Linked DNA regions of Gossypium hirsutum: region 1 is linked to region 2. The links are chromatin contacts, called in public Hi-C maps. All regions are on one chromosome and are shown on one strand. Each heading gives the region's core, a stretch centred on a gene start, on an enhancer-like site or on the middle of the called end of the contact. The rest is flanking DNA. Distances are from core to core; before and after follow the strand shown.

Region 1 (2,967 bases), core at 292-2,791, 35 kb before region 2:
CTAAAGACGCATCGGCATTAGATAAATCCACTCCGTATTCAGGTAATATTGCACTTTTAATAGCTGATGGTACGAATGCTAAAATCGAGTATGTGGGTCGTTCTACGTTAGCTACTCAAAATAAATTGCTTCATTTATTTAATGTCTTACATGTGCCAACTATTCGAAAAAATTTGCTATCCGCCTCACAATTTGCTCGAGAGAATAATGTTTTTTTTATAGTTTCACCTGTTTCACTGTGTGATTCTCAGGACGTTTTATTGCCGGGCCACACTCATGATGGGCTTTATAGGTTCTCACCGGTAATCAAAAATGCTGCTCATATGACTCCGTGCACACATAATATCATCTTAGTGTTGGATTCTTTGAGTGATGAAATATTTGAAGTTTGGCATCGTCGTCTAGGACATCCTTCAGCTTGTGTTGTTAGCTCAGTTTTAAAGACATGTAATATTGTTGCGAATAAAAATAAATTTGATCATGTATGTTTTGCTTGTCAAAAGGGAAAGTCTCACAAGTTGCCATTTTTGAGTTCAACTACAGTATATATTGTTCCATTTGAATTGGTTGTGTTAGATTTATGGGGACCAACAGTAGTTAACTGTGGTAATAGTTGGTATTATATCTCATTTGTTGATGTTTTCAGTAAGTTTACATGGATATTTCTTATTCAACTCAAATCTCAAGCTGTTGAGTGTTTTAGTCAATTTCAGAATATGGTAAAAACTCAATTTGGGAAAGACATTAAGCAATTTCGGAGCGATTATTCAAAGTTTAAACATGTAGATCTTGATCTATTTTTTGTTTGTGAGAAGGTTGGCGATTGATCTCTTATCGTCGGCAAAGTACCCTCTTGTGACCAAGTGGCGAACATCCTTACTAAACCATTATCAGTTTCATATTTTTGTAAACTTCGACAACTTTTGCGGGTCTCGAAAGTGGAGTAGATAGGTGAATATTAAAATATCATAATTAACAAAGTTTATAGTTGAAGAATTTGTTAAAATCAATTAGTAGTTTAGGGAGTTACAAACAAAATAGTAGTTGTAGAGGTTAAAACTGTTTAGTAGGTATATTGTTATAATTCAGTGGTTAACAGTAGAAGCCATGTGTATATAGGGTACGTTTGTAGGAATGAAAACAAGTTTACTTTTCCAAATTTCATGAATTGAAAGAATAGCAAATTGAGTTTACCTTCTCTGTTTTTTATATTCCAGTTTCTATTGTTGTTCTGTTTTCCTTTGATTTCTTTAAGAATAGTGCAGTCTTTTCAGCATATGTCTTCGAGGATTTGATAGTTCACTCGGCTGTGCGGTGGAGGAGGTTGGTGTTTAATTTGTTAGTTGAAGATTTCCTTCATTTGTAAACCTTTTTTAAAGGATGCGAATAAGGTGGTTCATCATTTAATGCAATGGCTTTATCTTTTACGTCGTGTTATAAATTCCCCTTCTTTTTGAAGATACTTTTGTTTTATCTTCCAAAGGAGAGTCACATAGGACGAGTGTATGAGATAAACCTACTAGCTGAAGTTTAATTTATCTACTCTCCTTTATGTACTTTGATTCTCTCAAAATATTTCCTCTTGTCCTTAAAAAAAGTGAAAAAAGAAATAGACTGTAGGATGATTATGGAAATTAAAATCAAATCTAGAATATCCTAAGGATATGATTGATAAAGAAATTGCAAATAGAAAGAACATAGATTGCCAAACAATCATGCAACGATCCCCACTTGAATCTGGAAAAAGAAGATTTATATGAAGCCAAATACTATCGTATTCAAAAATTGACCCAATTGTGTACGTGTGAAAGACATGTGCATCTTCCTCATCAATTATCCTGTGCTGACACTTCATTCCCAAGGAAACACAAAGGAATCACAATTTCTTTTTGTAGTATTTTCTAGACCAACCTTCAACAATAATGCTTCAATAATTTATATACAATTCGTTTTGGGTGATCCAAATTTACTTACCAAAATAATTGTTTTTGTGTGATCGAATACAAATTAATATTTTTAAAAATAAACTAAGTCACTGAATTAAAAAAAAAATTATTTGAAATCAAAATAAAACTCGTAAGATTCACATGATTTTGATTTTATAGGCAAATTATTTGACTACTTGTACGTTAAGGAACATACTCTCTCTCCAATAAAAACAAATATATCAATTCATCTTGTATATTGATTGTATGAATCGGGTCATTGCCCCTTCGGATTAATAGTTCCACCAAACTACATCCTTAAAAAAATTTTAAATGAAGCGACTTGTATGATGGGTAATTAAAAGATTATTATTACAAAATATTTATTTGTATAAGTAGTTTTAAATCTTTTTATATCTCTTTATAAAAATAATATTTTAATAATTTAATTATAAAATTTATCAATATAATTATATTATTATTATGCATGTAAAGTTTTGAATAATTTAATATCTCTTTTATATATTATAAAAAATACTAAAAATTCTTAATTTACATAAAATTTTATATGTATGACGTATATAATTGAAATGCAAAATATGACGGTTGAATTGTTAAAATATTAATCATAAAAAGATATATGATCGCGTGTAAAGTAAAACTATTTTATTTTATACCTGTGTAAATGAATCCTTCTTTTTATAGATAATAATTAATAAAATTAAAATAAAATACTTATTATATACAAATAGTGAAATGTCCATACGAAGCAAACCTATCTCCGACTCTGTTTTTTAAAGGGCTAATTTTTGAAATTTTGTGTTTTTTTGGGATATTTTGTCTTTATATAGAGATAATTGATTTTTATAAAAAAATTAGGTCTCTTAAAAAAATATCAATACTATTAATAAAACTCTTAATTGAGTTGGTGTTACCTTCAATTAGCTCATCAATCAGGTTAGAAATTTATGAAAATGCTCTTCCATAATTAAAAAAATTATATTATTCGATGGTATTTTAGTCTTTTCACTTTTAAAAAACC
Region 2 (2,700 bases), core at 178-2,677:
TCATAATATCCTGAGCATTAAAGTTCGAGTCTTACTATAGGTAAAATGCCATGTATAAGTTCTCCTTAAGATATTTTAATTTTAAGTTTCACCATGTATGACCCCTAATTCGTTTTATTGTATTGAATTTATTTTAATTTCAATTGATCGAATAAGTATTGGTTATGATTATATTTGTACTTGTGATATGTATTATTTATGATTTATATTTGTACTTATAATTATATTTATACTCATAAACACTTTTAAAAGAATAAAAAATAAAAAAAATTTATTTTGCTTTGTATTGATTTTTATTTTAACTCTAGATATGATATATTCTATTTTTAATTAGTAATACTTTGTATAATAATTTTAGTTAATTAGATATCTAATATTTATAATTTATATTTGTACTTATAATTATCTGAAAAGTGATTAACTAAATTAGTGTTACGAGTCAACTCCACATCAATTTAGTTGTGAAATTATTAAAATGTCCTTGCTTTAAAGGGTAATTGATATTATTATAAGTGTATTTTCATACTTTTATATAATCTTAAAATAAAACAACCGAAAAAAATTATTTGAGATTAAAACACATGACTAACAAATGTATAGAAAAAACCGTACCACTCCACTAGTAATCATTTTTTGATATATTTTTTTACTATAAAATATTTTTGTTCTCCCACATCATGGATGTGATAAAATCTAATACAAATAATTGTACTCGTAAATTCATTAAAAAATATAATTATGTTTTGTATTGAGTTTATTATAATTTTAATTCATTGAATATATATTATTATAATTTATACTTGCACTTGCCATTATACTAGTATCTATGCTAATATTTAAATAATTGATCGAGTTAGTATCACAGCTTAACCGATCACTAGCTCAATTAAGAAAATTACAAAAAAATATTTTTATTTATAAATAAATTATATTATTATGAGCTTATTTTTGTCTTGTTATATTTTTAATGAAATTTTACATATTGTGAGATTTAGACGAATGTAACCAACATTTATAAATTTGTTCTTTACCACTTCAACTATTTTTTATTGGCTTATTGTTATTATTATTATTTTGTATATTTCAATGTTATTACACAAATCATTTTCATCCACATTGTTTGTATATATTGATAATGTTATAGATTGAGTTAATATCACAAGCCAACTTAACACCAACTCAGGAAAAATGATAATATCATTGTAAATAATTGGAATACATTTAATATTCTTAATTTGATGTGTTTACATATTTAAATTTTAATTTACTCATCATTTAAATTAATTTTTATTTTAATTTCGTACATATTGTATATATGCTATTATTATTAGTTTCATTTCATTATTTATTATCTTTTAAATATTTTTTAAGTCTATTTTATATTTAGAGTTCGTATATTTTTATATTTTAAATATGTGATTTCCAGTGCATATGAAATTTCAAATATTTTTAAAGTGTTCGGAAAGAAATTTGAAGGGTTAAAAGTGATAAGCTTCTTTGGTCCACATTTATGGCTAAATGAACTAATTGAACACATGAAAGCTTTCTCAAAACCGTAGACAAAGTGAGAGAAGCCAAGTCAGGTAAGGCAATAAAAAAGAAAAGAAAATTCAACATTCCCAAAGTCCAAAGTTTTATCTTTTCTGTGCAATTATAATTTCCTTTTTCTTTTATTTCACATGCAATCCATTTATTTCCTTCAATTCTTACTACTCTTTTCATCAATAATCAATCTGTTGTTTCTTTTTTTTTTGTGATTAAAATCAGGTCTTGGTATTCAAAGTTTTCATTTTTCCCTTTTTCATATCCAAAAATACATTATTTCTTTTTTATTTCTTTTCTTAGTTTTGGAAAGATCTGGTAGGTGGTGGATAGATGGGGAGGTTATTTGTGGTGAACCTTGAAGGGAAAGTTTATAGCTGCAAGCACTGCAAAATCCATCTTGCTCTTGTTGATGATATTCTTTCCAAGGTTGTTCTTTTTTATATATATTTTTCTTAAAATTTGATTCCTTTTGACTCTTTGTCTGTTATGCTTGTGAAATTTTCATCTGGGTGTTTTTAATTTGCTTGATTTTACCAAGTTTATGTAATGATGATTTTGATTATGATTTGGGTATATCTAATTTCATAGCATTTATTACTTGGAGTAGTGTTTAATACAAAAAATTCTTTTTTGATGAACTTTATAATTGATGGGACTCCATGATTGATTAGATTGAAAAACTAGGAATTTTGATAATCCATGTTGGTCTTGCAGGAATCATTTACTTTCTTAGTGTAAGTTCAATTTTTCTTTTTAAGCATAGATGTTAACATATCAAGGATAAAATGGATGCTGGGAGGATATATGTGTTATTGTTGTCTCTTTTTAAGCATGGAAGCTTGTTTGGGGTCTTTGGAAGGGCTTGGCACTTTATGGTGATGGCAAATTGTTGGCCTTTGGGACAAATATGATGTTAAACATATATATTTATATAGTATAATATATATGTACGTATATAAATTATATTTGAAAGGACCTGTTCTGGAGATCTCCTAGTTAACATAAAAAGCCCGAGTCTTGGCCCCAAAGTAGTTGGATCAGCTGTTTGAGTTCTTTCCCCTTATTCGAGGATTTTATCCTCCAAAAGATGCAGAGTATGCAGAGTTTCCAGGTGTTTCTTTTTACTACAAAAACATGAACTCTGATCTTTGTCTC

Evidence for each region. Hi-C and Micro-C count contacts between places; a contact is called where the count stands out from the background.
Region 1: a contact with region 2 is called in a Hi-C map of hypocotyl, with 4 times the contacts expected there. The contact joins the enhancer-like site here to the promoter of LOC107960004 in region 2. A contact is called at or near these places in 18 of 34 Hi-C or Micro-C datasets (anther, callus, cotyledon and 5 more).

The regions. Positions count from the first base shown.
Region 1 is chrA05:78,918,380-78,921,346 of Gossypium_hirsutum_v2.1, reverse strand. No RefSeq gene overlaps it. Among protein-coding and RNA genes, the nearest start is that of LOC107960005, 29 kb to the right of the region's middle. Within about 2 kb of position 1,541, at least 1 of the 9 cell types and tissues checked has an H3K27ac peak or open chromatin away from gene starts, as enhancers often do.
Region 2 is chrA05:78,883,937-78,886,636 of Gossypium_hirsutum_v2.1, reverse strand. LOC107960004 (protein yippee-like) reads left to right here and starts at 1,427. Exons shown (of 6, transcript XM_016896199.2): 1 at 1,427-1,583; 2 at 1,846-1,971. The coding sequence starts at 1,876.